Linked DNA regions of Mus musculus: regions 2, 3 and 4 are each linked to region 1. The links are chromatin contacts, called in public Hi-C and HiChIP or PLAC-seq maps. All regions are on one chromosome and are shown on one strand. Each heading gives the region's core, a stretch centred on a gene start, on an enhancer-like site or on the middle of the called end of the contact. The rest is flanking DNA. Distances are from core to core; before and after follow the strand shown.

Region 1 (4,432 bases), core at 275-2,774:
TAAATCGAGCCCATTTTCCAACGTTTCTTTCCTCAGAAGCTCCAGGGAGTAATGAATCGGCCGCGAATGACACGGTAACTTTTAACTCATGCCCGCGACAGTGGAGTGCTTAATCTGAGGTTTTTAAATAAAAAGGGCTCCGGGTTGGTTTTATTATAACGTTTATTTCATTTCAGATTTCATGCGTAATTTAGCAAACGCTAGACAGACTTGGGCGATAAACACTTTCTTTTGTGGGGGGGGGGAAGGCATTTTTATACACCGTGCTTAATTTTATTTAGATTTAATAGCGATATCGGGGGCACTTCAACGAAAGTTTTTTTTTTTTCTTTTCCCCTCTTCTTTTAAGAATCCTGGCTTGCCAGCAAAATTGTCTCGCTTTATTTCATGACAAGGAAAATTAAAAGCCTTTCCGCCCCTCCTCCCCTACTTACACTTTGAGAGGAAAACTCGCACACGCATGCTGGCGCTTGGGTGCGCGCGCGTCCACAGAATAAACACCTCCACCTCCTATCACCTCCAACTTCTAACTTTTAATTGCAAGATAGATTTCAGCCTCTACTCCGTGAGGAGTAGAAAGATCTAAACAATTTTAAGTAAGATTATTGGGATAAATATTCCATATGAAATAGGGTAGGTATTAAATCACTCTTATTGATTTTAGTATCACAATCCAATTCCGTTCTTTGACCTCTTCAGTTTAATTGATCTTTTAAGGAGGCCAACTTCGCGCCCTTCAGGGCCTGGGCCTGCCTGCTTGTGGCCGCAGCAAGGTGTCGCCCCCACCCCCGCCCCCACCCCGTGCGCCCTTTGCGCGTCGCTCTCCTCAGGGTTTCGCATTGTCTCGCCTCGTCGCTCCCGCGCCGGGCTCACCCGAAGTGGCTCCACAAAGCGGCCGAGGGTGCGTGGCTTCTTCCCGGTGGAGCCAGCGGCAGAGAACCGGAAGCCGCGGACGGTGGGAGACTAGGGAAGGAGCGAGCCAGTCTCTGGTCGCAGAGACAACCTTACTTCGTGTTTCCCCTCGGCGATCACCTCGTGAACTTGCCAGGGCCGGCTCCCTGGGGCGCTGCCCCGGGCTGCAGCACAGGCGACACTTAGCGACTTTCCCTGGCGCGTCCGGGGACTCTGCCAGGCTACCCCATTGTCTGTGCGCCCCGCACAGCTCACCGCCCACCTCCCCGCCCCCTGCCCACCCCGCAGGTCGCGCTGGCTCCGGTTGGGGGTGGGGAGTTGAGAACAGCGTGAATGGGAAGGGGGCGGACAAAGCCTGGCTCCCGCCGTCGTCCTAGGCTCGCGCCCTCCCCAGCCGGGGGCACCTGGGGCGCACCCCCAACGCCGTAGCGCCGGACCCGGAGTAGCGCGGGTTGGTGGCCGGGCCTGCGCAGCCGGGACCCGGGACCACCTTAAGAGCGAGCCCCGCCCCCGAGCCCGCTCGGGCGGCGCTGATTGGTGCAGAGGTAATGGCTGGAATGGATTGCTGAAACGCAAAACTTGTTGCTGCTTCTCCCGGCGCCGGCGAGAGGCAGACGCGGAGCGGAATCCCGGACCTCGCAGCGCCTCGCCCGCCCCGCGCGCCCTGCTCGCCCGCGCGGCCCATTCCCGGGTCCGAGGGGACCCGTGGAGTGCGGAGGCGGGAACCACAGCTTCGGAACCGCCGGCCCCACGCCTCCCCTCCCGCGCGCGGCCCGAGACTCCCGCGAACTCGCGCGGCGACCGGCGATCGAGCCCGAGCCGCGGAGCCGCGGAGCCGCGCGTCTCCCGCAGCCTGCGTTCCCGCTCCGGCGCCCGCGTCTACTGCTGTGAATCCAGCACCGGCGATGAGGAGCGGAGCAGCCCGTCTTCCGAGCCGCTGAGGCTTTCGCCGCCGATCGCCCGCGGCCGACCGGAGGTGCGGGAGCCGGTGCGGCCCGGGAGCGGGGACTCGGGGCAGGGGAAGGACCAAGGGGCTCCGCTACGGCCCCAGCCGCCGCGCCGCGGACTCCAGAGGTGATCATTCTGCTCTTCCGTCCCCTTCCCTCCCCCCTATCTAACTTTTTGTCTCAGCTCGTCGGCCTCCAGGTCTCCTCTCCGCATACCCACCCGCGACCGTGCCATCGACCCGGGGCATGGGCCCCCCGACAAGGCTCCAGGAGGCGCCGCGGCCTCGCAAGACGTGAGAGGCCCGCTTGGGTCGATTTCGAGGTTCCGAAGAGCAGCGGAGAGAGCTCCTAGCCAGCGCCCGCGCGCTGGGCCGGGCGGCAGTGAGCGCTGCGCCCCGCGGTGCAGAACGTCCCGGAGCGCCGGAACCTCGGCTGAGGCGAGTACCTGGCCGGAGGCGCGCGGCGGAGCAGGCTGTCATGCCCTATTGATCCCCTCCCGCCCCCCCCCCGCCCCCCCCGCCCCCGCCAAGTATGTTTGGGCTGGACCAATTCGAGCCCCAGATCAACAGCCGGCACGCTGGTCAGGGCGAGGGGAACTTTAACGAAGCCGGACTGAGCATGAACGCCCACTTTAAGGCTCCTGCCTTCCACGCCGGGCCTCCTACTGGCCCCGTGGACCCTGCAATAAGCGCTCTGGGCGAACCCCCGATCTTGGGCTTGAACATGGAGCCCTACGGCTTTCATGCGCGCAGCCACTCCGAGCTGCACGCAGGGGGGCTGCAGGCGCAGCCTGTGCATGGCTTCTTCGGCGGTCAGCAGCCTCACCACAGCCATCCCGGAGGCCATCACCCGCACCAGCATCACCCCCACTTTGGGGGCAACTTCGGTGGTCCGGATCCAGGTGCCTCATGTCTGCACGGGGGCCGGCTGCTTGGCTACGGAGGTGCAGCGGGCGGCCTGGGCAGCCAGCCTCCCTTCGCAGAGAGTTATGAGCACATGGCGGAGAGCCAGGGGCCGGAGGGCTTCGGCCCGCAGCGGCCAGGAAACCTCCCGGACTTCCATAGTTCGGGCACCTCGGGCCACGCCGTGCCTGCCCCGTGCCTGCCTCTGGACCAGAGCCCTAACCGGGCTGCCTCTTTTCACGGCCTGTCCGCCTCTAGCGGCTCGGATTCTCACAGCCTGGAGCCCCGGAGGGTGACGAACCAAGGAGCCGTAGATTCCCTGGAATACAATTACCCGAGCGAGCCGCCCTCAGGACATTTTGACATGTTTTCACCCTCTGACTCTGAAGGGCAGCTGCCACATTATGCTGCGGGTCGCCAGGTTCCCGGGGGCGCTTTCCCGGGTGCTTCTGCCATGCCTAGAGCCTCAGGCATGGTGGGTTTGTCCAAAATGCACAGCCAGCCACCCCAGCCGCCTCCACAACAGCAGCAACCGCAGCACGGAGTGTTCTTCGAGAGGTTTGGCGGGGCCCGAAAGATGCCTGTGGGTCTGGAGCCTGCAGTGGGCTCCAGGCACCCGCTAATGCAGCCTCCCCAGCAGGCCCCACCACCCCCGCAGCAGCCGCCCCCGCAGCAGCAGCCGCCGCCACCGGGACTTCTGGTTCGACAGAATTCTTGCCCTCCTGCGCTCCCGCGGCCCCAGCAGGGTGAGGCTGGCACACCCAGTGGCGGCCTGCAGGACGGGGGCCCCATGCTGCCCAGTCAACATGCTCAGTTCGAGTATCCCATCCATCGGCTAGAGAACCGGAGCATGCACCCATATTCTGAGCCTGTCTTCAGCATGCAGCATCCCCCTCCTCAGCAGGCGCCCAACCAGAGGCTGCAGCATTTCGATGCGCCCCCTTACATGAACGTGGCCAAGAGGCCGCGTTTTGACTTTCCGGGCAGCGCAGGCGTGGACCGCTGCGCCTCGTGGAATGGCAGCATGCATAACGGTACCCTAGACAACCAACTCTCTCCCTCTGCCTACCCAGGCCTCCCAGGCGAGTTCACACCGCCTGTGCCGGACAGCTTTTCCTCGGGACCACCCTTGCAGCACCCGGGGCCGGACCACCAGTCCCTGCAGCAGCAGCAGCAGCAGCAACAACAGCAGCAGCAGCAGCAACAACAACAGCAGCAACAGCAGCAGCAGCAACAGCAACGCCAGAATGCGGCCCTCATGATTAAACAGATGGCGTCCCGGAACCAGCAGCAGCGGTTGCGACAGCCCAACCTGGCCCAGCTAGGCCATCCTGGGGACGTGGGCCAGGGCGGCCTGGTCCACGGAGGTTCCGTGGGCGGCTTGGCCCAGACGAACTTTGAGCGCGAAGGGGGCAGCGCAGGTGCCGGGCGCCTGAGTGGCTTTGAGCAGCAGGCGCCCCACCTGGCGCAGGAGAGCGCGTGGTTCCCGGGTCCACACCCTCCCGGCGACCTGCTGCCCCGGAGGATGGGCGGCGCGGGGTTGCCGACTGACTGCGGCCCGCACGACCCTGCTCTGGCGCCTCCCCCTGCTCCAGGTGGCTCAGGGGTGCTTTTCCGAGGCTCTTTGCAGGAGCCTCTGAGGATGCCAGGAGAAGGCCACGTGCCCGCACT
Region 2 (4,030 bases), core at 496-2,995, 520 kb after region 1:
TCCTTCTTCCCTCCCTTCGTACTTCCTTGTTTCTTTCCATTAGATGGCTTTTCCTAGGTAGACCTAAGACATCCCACAGAGAGCTTGGGTGTTGGCGGGGGAATCAGAAGCATGGTTGACCCAAGGCTGCTGTTGCACTGAAGAGTCCAGCCACAGCGTGGTAGGGGCAGCGGCCACCCAGTCAGCCTTCTACCTCTGATATAAGCTTAGGGTGGGCCTCCATGAGGAACTACTGAAGCCATGGACGACATGACTCTAACAGAAAATGTTCACAGGTTCAGTCTCATGATGTCTCCTGACCCAGTCACAGATGCTCTGATAACCTTCTCCGCAGAGGATGTCCCTGCACAGCTCACGAACCTCCCGAAGGCAGGAGTATGGTGCTCTGGGTACGTGGGGCTCAGGGTGCGAGACACTGTCTGGGTTTGTATGACACCAGAGTCTTCCAGAGAAGCCAGGAGGACAGTCTGCTCCAAACCAACAGGGGTTCCTACCCATGGGTCTTCGGCCTATGTGGGGACATGGGGCGCTTTGCCCACATAGTGGGCACACAAAATAAATACAGTCAGAACCACATGTGGATCACCTAACCATGCCTCAAGCGTGGGTCCCGGAATGAAGTGGGCTGAATGTGAAGACCTGAAGGTCCCAGGAGATTCTGCCCTCTTTTGCTTCTTCTGTTCCCAATGACCCCTCCCTGCATCCCCACAGGACTCACTCACAGGGTGGGGGGTGATAGAGACTTTGAGTCAGGCCTTCCAGCTGAGGCTTTTTTTCCACAGACCTTTAGCTGGTGGACTTGGAGCAGAGGCTTTGCTGGCTAGTGCTCCCAGACTCTAACCTATGCTCTCAAGTAGTGTGCCGAGAGTCCGCCATCCCCATGTCCTGAGCACGGCTCACTTACCATCGCTGTACCCAGCTACAGATGGGGAGACTGAGGCTGTAGGCTATCCTGTGGTATACTAGGTATACTTTCCTGGTGGGCCAGGAAAGGTAACCTGGGCCTAGACTCCACCATGGACAGGCTGTCTTTCAGTACTCTGTGTACCAATGCAGGAGTACTGACTCCATACCATGTAAGTACCACTCCCCCTCCATGATTCCTATCACCTTGACTTCCTGTGGAATCGGATCTTTACTGGCACCAACTCATGAGGGGTGACGGACAACAGAAAGAGAGGACTCAGAACCCCTGATGCCTTGGAACACCAGGCAGGCTGGCACCCCAAGGACCCTGGGCACAGTTCCCTGTGTGCCTGCCTGGTGCCAGCAGGCAGATGGGTCTGTTGGCCAGTCTTGCCAACCAGCCAGCTGGCCCTGAGCACCTTGTGGTTGGCACCTCAGCCACTGGGATGGGCCATGGGCCTGCCTGCAATAGGCATGGGGCTGGCTGTGTGGAGCAGATGGGCCGGCCGCTCCATTGGCTGTCCACAAAGCTGCCAGCTGGCTGATGCCTGGGCACCTCTGGGCTGGCATCACCATCAGGATGCTGCTGTGTTAGCTTTGAGGGATGGGCAGCTGGCACAGAAGCATGCCTTGGCCCCTCCCAGTTAGTCTGTTAAATGCCCCAGGGTCTGGGCTGTAAGGGAACAAAGCCAGGTTCTACCAGGCTGGATGTGGAAGAGGACAGATCTTCTGTGCTCTGGAATTTGCCTTGGTTTTGCACAAGGACAGGATTCCAGGGGACAACCCACATCCTTGTCATCGAATCTAGCACCCCAGCATCACTCAGCTGTCAGAGAAGCTATGTCCCCTGCCAGCCCCTAAGGCTATGCCAGCCCTCCATCTGCCCCTGGTCAGCTGGCAGCCTGTCTCTTCTTCAGTTTGGCTATTTAAAAATTCCACTTCCTTGGACAGAAGAGGCCCAGACTGGGGATGCTCTATGGAAACCCAGGGGAGGGGGAGTCCCTCACAGCATGGGATCCAACAACTATTCCCTCTTCCCTCTGACCTCTGACCTCTGATATGAGCCAGACACTAGCAGCCTGGAGAAGCCAAGGCACCTGTCTCTAGTTAGGGTTTGCCTGCTGTGAGCAGACACCATGACCAAGGCAACTCTTATAAGGACAACATTTAATTGGGGCTGGCTTACAGGTTCAGAGGTTCAGTCCATTATCATCAAGACTGGAACATGGCAGCACCCAGGCAGGCATGGTGCAGGAGAAGCTGAGAGTTATACATCTACATCTGCAGGCCTCTAAGAGAAGACTCACTTCCAGGCAGCTAGGATGAGGGTATTAAAGCCCATGCCCACAGTGACACACCTACTCCAACAAAGCCACACCTACTCCAACAAGGCCACATCCCCTAATAATTCCACTCCCTGGGCCAAGCATACACAAACCATCACAGCACCCAACAAAAACACACAGTGAAGATGCTCCTTACTTGATCAGTGGTCGCCCAGACATCCAAGGAAATATGGTGGCTTCTCCACAAATGCATATCACCACCATGTATTCACTGAAAGGAGCAGAAAAAGATTTTAGGTTGGGTTCAGTGGTAGATCCATTGCTATGCTATGACCTCTGGGGAGAGTCTTCACAGAGACTAAGGGAAAGAAAGAGGGACAGAGTGGGGAGAGAGGGCAGACAGATGGATGGACAGGGGGATTTCACAAGTTGATGCTGACATTCTGTGTACAGTTTCCAGTACTTGAGGTGATGTGATAGCATTAATATTGTCCCCTAAAAGGTCATCCAGGTCCTTACTGCCTGGACTGGAGAGGGAGACGTGATTAGGAGATAAAGCATTTGCCAATGTGGATGACCTCCAGGTACCTAGGGTTGGCCTTCATCCAGTATAACTGCATCCTTCTAAATAGAGTTTCTTTGATACATAGGCACAGACAGAGGATTGGGGGTTAGGTTATGGTGTGTCCTGCATCCACTCCGCCACAGGTCTCAGGTCACTTGAGGAGGTGGCATGCGGGAGTTTTGACTGTGCTTACCCCACACTGGTGCTGGGCAGGTGTCAGGCTATGAGAAGCTGCTGGACACCACTCTGGGGACTGGGGGGGGGGTGCAGTCTGATTTCCTGGGGACCAGTCTGAGCTGGCCCAGAAACAAAGGGGAAAAGAGGGGAGAGCTCCGGCTGGGTCCTGCAGGGTGGAGAGTCCTTGGATTGTTCAACAGGCAACTTGGCTTGGTGGAGGCCATGGCTGAGAGGGCTTCTGCAGATTAGAATGGCTCTTCAGGCGAAGACCTGCTCCATTGCTACCCATGGCAGATTTCGATGAAAGGGGACAGCCCATGGTTTTAAGGCATTTATTGTCATGGCAGAGAATGTGATGAATAAAGCCGTACCCCACTTTCTCAGGGCAGATCTTTTGCAGGGAGGAGTGTCTGGGAAGGAGAGTTTATTGGCTAAGCCTCTCATTAAAATGGAGATCTGTCTTGAGGCTATGTGACCTGTGGTCATGTCCTCTACCTGTGGAGGGGCTTGGGGCACTGCCCTTTCATGACTGATGGCCCCAAATCTATGGAGAGCTGTGGCCTCATGCCAGGAGCCTGGTGTCCAGGAGGGTGGCAAAATGCCTACTGTCCCTTGCAGGGTTATCCCCTGCAGGGTCATCGGGGTTTCAAGCCTTAGCTCAACCGGAAACCAGGCTGCCTTCCATGGTCCTACAATTGGATCTGTAAAGGACACCAAGACCACTATGGGGTGGGGGAGCTAGAAGGACCCAGCAAGGTTTTCCCCATGTTCCACCCTATAAGCCCTTCCCCCACATCCCTTCCCTCCATGCCTCTGCCCATGGTATTCTGTTCTGAAGCCCCAGTTGGGAAGTGTAGGAAGGAGCTGTCTTCCAGAGGTAACCTGTGGCCCAGGTTTCCCAAAGGACTCTGGACACCCTTACACACCAGCACCATCAATGCCTTCCCTAATCCTACACCATCATGTTCTGCATAAAGAAAAGAAGACAGAAACACACAGGGCTGAGCTAGGAGGTGCTGTCCAGGTTGAAAGTTTGAAAACTCAACCAGTCAGGGATAAGCAGCAACTCCCTTTCAATGCTCAGGGTCTAGGCAAG
Region 3 (4,696 bases), core at 119-2,618, 540 kb after region 1:
TGTGTGTGTCACAATTGACAGGATAGCCACACTCAAGGGATTGCCCTGAGTCCCACAAAGACTTTACATGTTTTTCAGGGCGTCCACGGAGGTGAGTCTTTTGAGATCACCCTCTGGCCTCACACTTTGAAGGATCAGCAGCAGCCTGCTGTTCTGGAGCCTGAAGGACTTGACTCAGGACCACCTCTTGCCTCTCCTCCTCTGCAGAATAACAGAGTGTAGGTTCAGGCGCTGCCTGCAGTTGGGAGAACTTTGACAACAGGTAGCCAAGGACTTGTGTGGCCAAGGCAGAGCGGAAAGTCTGGGAACCTTCTCCGAGTGTACCCTCCTTCGCTTGTTGGTCCCGCCCTGGACTTTCTGCCGAAGCTTAGGAGAGCCTGTGGGCAAATGCTTTCACTGCAGAGTGTAAAATGGCACACAAGCTGCCACTGTGGCTCACACTTGCAGCCCTGACACCTGGGAAGCAGAAATGGGGGCAAGTTCTGGGCCAGGCAAGACTATGTAGCAACACTTTGTCTCAAAACGAGAGGTCTCAAAACCTTTAAGGAGAAAGAAAGCAAGTGCCCTTCACCTCAGCCTGCCTACACATCAGACTCTCTGAGAGTCCCGTTCACACAATTTCATGAACCGACTGTTGAGAAGGCAGGCTCGGAAAAGTTCAGACAGCAGATTTCAATCACACAACTAAGGAATCCTGGCGCTGGTGTTCGAAGTCCCACCCCCATGAGCGCACAGCCAAAGTGCCTTCCGCTGTGTGGTCCACAGGGCTTCGCTTCGCGGAGCACAGGCGTCCCCTCCGTCTCCGTCTCTCCCAGGGATGCCTGATAGTCCGCCTGGTCTCTACATCGACTCGAGTTGTTCTCGGTCATGGACGGCAAGCTGAGTGACTGGGACGTGTGACACTTGCTTAGCTGCGTGGCTCCGAGGAAGGCTCCGGGGCCATCCGTGTAGCGTGTCTGCATGGCCGGTTTACACGCTTCTTCTGGTTATAGCCGTCTCTATCCCGCGGCCCGCACACTCAATTTCAATTCAAAGTTTGGCAGTGAAGGTGTCACGGCTAAAAAATGGAATGGCCTCCCTCCGAAATGAAATAATTTTGTTGTTCAGTTCCGAGCGATTTTGTAATTTCATGCTTGTGTATGATAATTTTATGCTGTCCTGCCTCACGTAACTCAGTTCTGGCAGATCCTGACAGGTGATAAATACAATCTTTTCCGCCCCGCATGCGACAGGCCGGTGCGAAAGGGGGGAGGGAAAGATGGCAATTTCGCATCTGAGGCCAGAGCGCGCCCGCAGCCTGTGGAGGCCCCATTCTTTCATAATTTCACGCCTGGATTCCAGCCGGCGCCACCTCTGTTGTGGCTGAAGGACCCAGGGGTCAAGGGAGCCTTCCGGAAAGTAGAATGGTGTTGGGCAGGGGCCAGGGAGCCAGTGGAGGGAGGGGAGAGGAGAAAGTGGTGGCTGCCTGCCATGGTGTGTCCCAGGCTGGCGAGCAGGGCAGACTGGATCTGGGGCACTGATCCTGGCCGCACTCTGTCCTTGCGTACACATGGAGAATGGGTACTTTTAGCAGATAATCTTGTCTGCAGGAATTTGTGAAATCTTCCAAAGGTGGTTGTTTCTCTCTCTCTCTCTCTCTCTCTCTCTCTCTCTCTCTCTCTCTCTCTCTCTCTCTCTCGCTCTCTCTCTCTCTCTCTCTGTGTGTGTGTGTGTGTGAGAGAGAGAGAGAGAGACAGAGAGAGACAGACAGAGACAGAGAGAGGGAGAGACAGAGAGAGACAGAGAGTCAGAGGGACAGAGGTAGACAGACACACAGAGAGAAACACAGAGACAGAGAGAACAGATAGAGAGACAGAGACACAGAGTGGGAGACAGAGACCGACACGCACACATACCACGGGGGTGGGGGGGATGGATTTTGACTTAGTGTCTGTCACCAAGGCCTGTATAACTGTTCCTTAGCCCTGGCCCTGAAAAAGGCCTGTCTTCTGGAGAATAAATAAAGAGAAGAATGCTCAGGAAGGCCCTTCGGTCCTCAGGGTGTCAGCATGGCTGATGGGGGAGCTAAAGTGTGAGCCCTGTACTAGTACACGCCCGCACATTACCTTGGCTGGACCAGTCCCTCATTCAACCCCACCTTACACAGGAAGTTCCTTTTTTGTTATAGTAAGGACAAGGGGGCTCCCTGAGCCTGAACACTTGCTATCAGAGACAATATTTGTCCACCAGTTGTATACCAGGATGGCCTGAGCAGACAGTCATTGGCTCTGTCTAACCTCCAGTGTCTCTGGGCTATGCTGACTAAAAAAATCCTCATTTTATAGATGGCAAAACTGAGGCTGAGTTGACAGATTACTGTGTCATCTCTCCCTCTCTCTCTCTTTTTTTTTTTAGGTATTTATTTCATTTACATTTCCAATGCTATCCCAAAAGTCCCCCACACGCTCCCCTACCCACTCCCCCACCCACCCACTCCCACTTCTTGGCCCTGGCATTCCCCTGTACTGAGGCATATAAAGTTTGCACGACCAATGGACCTCTCATTCCACTGATGGCTGACTAGGCCATCTCCTGATACATATGCAGCTAGAGACAGGAGCTCCGGGGGGGTTACTGGTTAGTTCATATTGTTGTTCCACCTATAGGGTTGCAGATCCCTTTAGCTCCTTGGATACTTTCTCTAGCTCCTCCATTGGGGGCCCTGTGATCCATCCAATAGCTGACTGTGAGCATCCACTTCTGTGTTTGCTAGGCCCCGGTATAGTCTCACAAGAGACAGCTATATCTGGGTCCTTTCAGCAAAATCTTGCTAGTGTATGCAATGGTGTCAGGGTTTGGAAGCTGGTTATGGGATGGATCCCCGGATATGGCAGTCTCAAGATGGTCCATCCTTTCGTCTCAGCTCCAAACTTTGTCTCTGTAACTCCTTCCATGGGTGTTTTGTTTCCAATTCTAAGAAGGGGCAAAGTGTCCACACTTTGGTCTTCGTTCTTCTTGAGTTTCATGTGTTTCGCAAATTGTATCTTATATCTTGGGTATTCTACGTTTCTGGGCTAATATCCACTTATCAGTGAGTACATATCATGTGAGTTCTTTTGTGATTGGGTTACCTCACTCAGGATGATGCCCTCCAGGTCCATCCATTTGCCTAGGAATTTCATAAATTCATTCTTTTTAATAGCTGAGTAGTACTCCATTGTGTAAATGCACCACATTTTCTGTATCCATTCCTCTGTTGAGGGGTATCTGGGTTCTTTCCAGCTTCTGGCTATTATAAATAAGGCTGCTATGAACATAGTGGAGCATGTGTCCTTCTTACCGGTTGGAACATCTTCTTGATATATGCCCAGAAGAGGTATTTTGGGATCCTCCAGTAGTACTATGTCCAATTTTCTGAGGAACTGCCAGACTGATTTCCAGAGTGGTTGTGCAATCCTGCAATCCCACCAACAATGGAGGAGTGTTCCTCTTTCTCCACATCCTCACCAGCATCTGCTGTCACCTGAATCCTTGATCCTGACCATTCTGACTGGTGTGAAGTGGAATCTCAGGGTTGTTTTGATTTGCATTTCCCTGATGATTAAGGATGTTGAACATTTTTTCAGGTGCTTCTCTGCCATTCGGTATTCCTCAGGTGAGAATTCTTTGTTTAGCTCTGAGCCCCATTTTTAAATGGGGTTATTTGATTTTCTGGAGTCCACCTTGAGTTCTTTATATATATTGGATATTAGTCCCCTATCTGATTTAGGATAGGTAAAGATCCTTTCCCAATCTGTTGGTGGCCTTTTGTCTTATTGACGGTGTCTTTTGCCTTGCAGAAGCTTTGCAATTTTATGAGGTCCCATTTGTTGATTGTCGATCTTACAGCATAAGCCATTGCTGTTCTACTCAGGAATTTTCCCCCTGTGCCCATATCTTTGAGGCTTTTCCCTACTTTCTCCTCTATAAGTTTCAATGTCTCTGGTTTTATGTGGAGTTCCTTAATCCACTTAGATTTGACCTTAGTACAAGGAGATAGGAATGGATCAATTCGCATTCTTCTACATTGATAACCACCAGTTGTGCCAGCACCATTTGTTGAAAATGCTGTCTTTTTTCCACTGGATGGTTTTAGCTCCCTTGTCAAAGATCAAGTGACCATAGGTGTGTGGGTTCATTTCTGTGTCTTCAATTCTATTCCATTGGTCTACTTGTCTGTCACTATACCAGTACCATGCAGTTTTTATCACAATTGCTCTGTAGTACAGCTTTAGGTCAGGCATGGTGATTCCACCAGAGGTTCTTTTATCCTTGAGAAAAGTTTTTGTTATCCTAGGTTTTTTGTTATTCCAGATGAATTTGCAGATTGCCCTTTCTAATTCGTTGAAGAATTGAGTTGGAATTTTGATGGGGATTGCATTGAATCTGTAGATTGCTTCTGGCAAGATAACCATTTTTACTATATTGATCCTGCCAATCCATGAGCATGGGAGATCTTTCCATCTTCTGAGATCTTCTTTAATTTCTTTCTTCAGAGACTTGAAGTTCTTATCATACAGATCTTTTACTTCCTTAGTTAGAGTCACGCCAAGGTATTTTATATTATTTGTGACTATTGAGAAGGGGTGTTGATTCCCTAATTTCTTTCTCAGCCTGTTTATCCTTTGTGTACAGAAAGGCCATTGACTTGTTTGAGTTAATTTTATATCCAGTTACT
Region 4 (4,514 bases), core at 829-3,328, 590 kb after region 1:
CCTGAGAATTCTCTGTGAGTTCCCTGCAGACAGGCAGCATCTGTGACTGGCCTGACCCCAGTTTCTGTTCCTGCAGCCTCAGATCCCTGCTTGGAAAAACCGTGCTTCCAGGGAATAAGTAGAGAATTGCAGGTGGGCTATGGTGGGGACACTCAGAGGAATCCTAGGTCCCAGCTGCCTCTTTGAGTTGGAATGGAACCAGGCTCCATCCAGTGTCTCCTTATTAAGCTAGTTGAATTCTCCTCCCATGAAAGGAGAGGATGAGAGGGGATTTAGAAAGAAGAGGACAGAATTGCAGAAGCAGAGAGGAAAGGGGTGAAAACTAAGAAACAAATGGAGGGTGAGAGGGACACCCCACCAGGGACCTCCACGGCCGGCCTGAGTGTCCTTCCCCCCCCCCCCCCCCGGTTCAGGATCACCACTGCATAAAAATGACTAGATGAGGCTATGGCCAGGCTGAAGAAGCAACTGTGGTTGAGTGAGATGGGTATTATAATAGATGAAGGACCAATGAGGACAAGCAAGATAAGGTGCCAAAGCAGACATTACTAGTTGATCACTGATATCCCCCCTCCCCATCACCAGGATGGGAAATTTCCTTGCCTTCCTGGTACTGAGAAATGCAGAATTTTCATGAAAAATAAGACCTATCTACCCCTCCCCTATGCTTCAAGGATTTTTACCTGATGTTGAGTTGCATACATACATGTCTGGGGGATAAGGACCTAGATAAACAAGTCAGTCGATCTTTGTGGTTGGCGAAGGTGGTGCAAAACATGGAGTGAGTGGTCACCAGAGAGATATCCTCTGAGCTGATTAAGCAAGAGCTCAAAGAAGCTGGTTTCTTTATTAATGGTGACCAACCAGAGTGTGGAGGGCAGAATGGGTGGCTCCTCACTGACCCGTCTTCCCCCTCTGCTTTAACAGCTGAGCACAAGTCACTGTGAGCCTCCCACGGGTCAGCCAGGAAGAAAGGGTCTCTAGGGAACCATCCCCTTCTTGACTCTCAAACCCTTCCCCAGGTCTCACTGTGGCATTCTTAAGAGACCCAGGGGACTTAGACCAATCATGTCTCCTCTCTGATAGTCTAATTCCATACTAAAGAAAATAAAGACATAGACCTTCTATTAAAGAGGTCAATGTGTGTCATCCACACCAAATAAGTCTCTCCCTCGGCCAAAGCAGACATTACTAGTTGATCGCTGATTCCCACACACACACACACACACACACACCCCTACTATGACCAGGATGGGAAATTTCCATGCCTTCCTGGTACTGAGAAATGAAGAATTTGCATGAAAAATAAAACCTGTCTGCCCCTCCTCAAGGCACAATATGCTGTGAGGGTTTTTACCTGATGTCGAGTTGGAAAGAACCCCCATTCTCTATTTTGCCCTGCAACTCAGGTTGACCTCATTGTCTATTGTATCCCCAGTACAAGAATCCCCACAGAAGCCACCTCACTGTCCTCACAGTGTGAGTCTACATGCCAAGCCAGGGGCTCAGTGCACGCACGCGCGGTGTGCACACAGTGTATGGGCCACTCCACTCTCCCTCTCCCTCCCTCTCTCCTGCCTGGACACAATTATGTTAAAAGAGCAATTAGCGACCTCTTAAGCCTGATGGCCTACTCCCCCATTAATCTCTTGCAATTATAAACCCCAAATCTTCACAACAATTGGTCCCAGATGCCCACTAGAGGGAACGCTAATCGCCTCTTTCCCAGCTGAAACCAGCTGTTCGGCTTCAGTTTCTGGGTCAGGGAGAGAGATGAGAGGTCACACGTGGCCGAACGGTCAGATGCCGCCTGGGTGGAGATCCTGCAGAAGAGACACCCTTAGGGGCCTCGGGAGCACCCTGGGAAGGCATCTCTCTTTACTTTGGCTGCCTGCACACCCGGGTCTGCAGTCAGCCTGGGCCGGTATCTCCCCGCACTCCGAGCCACTCTGATTCCTCATTATGAACACACGCTAATTACTGCAGATAATTAGCTCTTCACAACCACCCGGCCGAGGCGCTCCAGACAAAGAGGCTCAGGAGGCTGTGGACATGGCTGGTCGCCTCCGGCCCACAGCCAGCACCAGAGCACCCTGCCAGCTGACCCTAGGTTTGGGGGAGGAGGCGTGAACTAAGGTGAAGGCCTAGGTCAATGGCGCTTAAGGCGCACAGCCCCTGCTGCTGCGGGCAGAACCGATTCAGACCTCAGCACTGCAGCTAATTAAATCAATATGAGATAATGAACGGCAATTAGAGGTCCAGCTAGGCACATCTTCTCTTGTAAATACTGTTTCTCTCCCAACGGGGAGCTCTTTCTTAATAATCTGTTTGTGTTTCATTTCCAGGAACTGTAATTCCCCTAAGAAGCTCCTGGGGAAGTGATTTGTTTGTCTGTATAACCACGAAACCCGTTCCTCTGGACTCGCCTGCCACTGCCTCTGCACATACATGATCGGCTTCTTACTATTTTAGGTTTCTTTTGGTTTGTTTTAATTTCTGACCTGTCCAGGGAGCCCATGCAGAGGTCTCAGCCCTCAAAGAAAACACCAATAAATCCCTGAAAGGGGTGGGGGGGGGGCAGGGGGAAAGGTCACAGGGCCGAGGACTCCCATTACATGGAGGGGAAAACTGAGGTAAGGCAACCACAAGAGTGATGAGCCAGTCAGGTAGTCTCCTCTGCCATTCAGACTCTCACCCCACCCCCACCTGGTACCCGGGGTCATGATAAGAAGCCTTCTGCCCTCCAGGAGCTAACAAATTTGTCTAGCAAGACAGACTAAGGCACATAACAATTAGAGAGCAATTAGGCACCTAATTGTGTGGTACCAATAAGCTCGGGGTTCAGTGAGGGTTCGGGGACTAGGGAGAAACAGCAGCATCAGGGCCCGGGCCTCTTCGTTTTCAGTGTTTCCCATCAGACCCTGCTTTCTGAGTCCTGGGTTTTTATTTCTTCACTTAGGGGTTCCATGGTACCCTAAAGTCAATGTGTCTAAAGCAGCCTCACGGCCACCCCACCCCCGCCTAACTGCTCCTGCTCCTCAGCTCATTTCCCTTAGAGAATTAGCCACGCCCACAGCAGAGCTGAAATCAGGCATAAAGAATGGAACTGTGCCCTTTGCAGGAAAATGCATGGGGAATCGACATCATTGCGTTAAGTGGGATAAGCCTGCTCAGAAGGACAAATGCTGCAGAGACATCGAATTTTAATGTGTGTGTGTGCCTCTGTGTGTGTGTGTGCCTGTGTGTATGTATATATGTGTGTGTGCCTCTGTGTGTGTATATAAATATATATGTGTGTGTATGCATATATGTGTGTGTATGCATATATGTGTGTGCCTCTGTGTGTATATAAATATATGTGTGTGCCTCTGTGTGTGTGTGTGCCTGTGTGTGTATATAAATATATGTGTGTGTGCCTGTGTGTGTATATATGTGTATGTGTGTATGTATGCCTCTATGTGTATATATATGTGTATATGTGTGTATATATAAATATATATGTGTGTGTGTGTGCATTGTGTGTGTATATATATGTTTGTATATGTGTGTGTGCTTCTGTGTGTGTGTATAAATATATGTGTGTGTATACATATGTGTGTGTGCCTGTGTGTATAAATATATGTGTGTGTGTGCCTGTGTGTGAGTGTGTGTGTATGTGTATATATGTGTGTGTGTGTGTATATATATATATATATGCATTTGTGGGTGTGTATATAAATATATGTGTGTGTGCCTGTGTGTGTGTGTGTATATATATATATATATATATATATATATATATATATGTGTGTGTGTGTGTGTTTGTGTGTGTGTGTGTGTGTGTGTGTGTGCACTTGTGTACTCACACACACACATCTACTACACGGGAAAAAAGAAAGACTTTATGGGGAAAGCTAGAGGTCTCAAGGGAGGGACACAGAGTCAGGGGAGGGAGCAATGGGTGGAAAAAGACAGACATCACACATTTGTTCTCACAGACTTAAGCATGGATACACATGGAATGGAAACAGAGGAGGGATCCATGGGGGAGAAGGGACTGGAATGGAGAGGGGGGAGGCAGTGGAGGGAGGGTAGCAGCAACAGGAGGAGTTGGCCCTACGTGATGATGTCATACTCAGTGACACACATGCTCACTGAAATGTAGTCGGAAGAGGTAGCATATTGCTTGTGAGAAGTATGAGCCTTTTCCACAAGGCTTCCATCTCTCCTGGCTGGAACTGGCCTGAACTAGCTGGCCCCTAGACTACCCCAGTGTCCCAGCAAACCTTATGGAGAATGAAAAGTCCCAGAGAAGCAACCCACCCTGTCCCAGGACTCAATCAGGTTCACAAGACAGTTCAGAGCAAGTTCAGACATGGGGAACATATTGCCAGCTTGCATCACCTGCTCTCAGACTATGGAGAGAAACTTCCCTGTAGCTTGAGGAAATTGGGGGTCCTCCATCATGGCCAAACCAATCTTTTGGGGGGGGGGGTTCAAGACAGGGTTTCTCTTATAGCCCTGGCTGTCCTGGA

What was found. Hi-C and Micro-C count contacts between places; a contact is called where the count stands out from the background. HiChIP or PLAC-seq counts read pairs in DNA pulled down with a chosen protein or histone mark.
Region 2: a Hi-C map of cerebellar granule neurons shows a contact between it and region 1, with 3 times the contacts expected there. The contact joins the enhancer-like site here to the promoter of Mn1 in region 1. A contact is called at or near these places in 7 of 39 promoter capture datasets (the 3T3-L1 cell line, frontonasal cranial neural crest, hippocampal neurons and 2 more), 4 of 484 Hi-C or Micro-C datasets (cerebellar granule neurons, cerebral cortex, cortical neurons and 1 more), 15 of 115 datasets of contacts at active chromatin or transcription factors (SST interneurons, T-cell acute lymphoblastic leukemia, astrocytes and 11 more) and 1 of 9 other capture datasets (embryonic stem cells).
Region 3: a contact with region 1 is called in an H3K4me3 HiChIP or PLAC-seq map of craniofacial prominence, with 7 times the contacts expected there. The contact joins the enhancer-like site here to the promoter of Mn1 in region 1. A contact is called at or near these places in 1 of 39 promoter capture datasets (the 3T3-L1 cell line), 2 of 484 Hi-C or Micro-C datasets (cerebral cortex and cortical neurons), 15 of 115 datasets of contacts at active chromatin or transcription factors (the NIH/3T3 cell line, SST interneurons, T-cell acute lymphoblastic leukemia and 11 more) and 1 of 9 other capture datasets (embryonic stem cells).
Region 4: a contact with region 1 is called in an H3K4me3 HiChIP or PLAC-seq map of embryonic forebrain, with 8 times the contacts expected there. The contact joins the enhancer-like site here to the promoter of Mn1 in region 1. A contact is called at or near these places in 6 of 39 promoter capture datasets (the 3T3-L1 cell line, cranial neural crest, hippocampal neurons and 2 more), 1 of 15 datasets of contacts at CTCF or cohesin (pro-B cells), 7 of 484 Hi-C or Micro-C datasets (embryonic stem cells, nephron progenitors, uterus and 1 more), 16 of 115 datasets of contacts at active chromatin or transcription factors (the NIH/3T3 cell line, craniofacial prominence, differentiating embryonic stem cells and 11 more) and 1 of 9 other capture datasets (embryonic stem cells).

Annotation. Positions count from the first base shown.
Region 1 is chr5:111,415,776-111,420,207 of GRCm38.p6, forward strand. Mn1 (meningioma 1) reads left to right here and starts at 1,525. Exons shown (of 3, transcript NM_001081235.2): 1 at 1,525-1,888; 2 at 2,044-4,432. The coding sequence starts at 2,391.
Region 2 is chr5:111,934,171-111,938,200 of GRCm38.p6, forward strand. Gm36794 (a long non-coding RNA gene) reads right to left here. Exons shown (of 5, transcript XR_880587.2): 3 at 2,389-2,463. Among named protein-coding and RNA genes, the nearest start is that of Gm42156, 8.2 kb to the right of the region's middle. Within about 2 kb of position 1,746, at least 22 of the 459 cell types and tissues checked have an H3K27ac peak or open chromatin away from gene starts, as enhancers often do. A contact at or near this core is called in cerebellar granule neurons and cerebral cortex, where this site is marked.
Region 3 is chr5:111,957,068-111,961,763 of GRCm38.p6, forward strand. No RefSeq gene overlaps it. Among named protein-coding and RNA genes, the nearest start is that of Gm36794, 13 kb to the left of the region's middle. Within about 2 kb of position 1,369, at least 9 of the 459 cell types and tissues checked have an H3K27ac peak or open chromatin away from gene starts, as enhancers often do. A contact at or near this core is called in cortical neurons, where this site is marked.
Region 4 is chr5:112,000,278-112,004,791 of GRCm38.p6, forward strand. No RefSeq gene overlaps it. Among named protein-coding and RNA genes, the nearest start is that of Gm36794, 56 kb to the left of the region's middle. Within about 2 kb of position 2,079, at least 46 of the 459 cell types and tissues checked have an H3K27ac peak or open chromatin away from gene starts, as enhancers often do. A contact at or near this core is called in embryonic basal ganglia and embryonic forebrain, where this site is marked.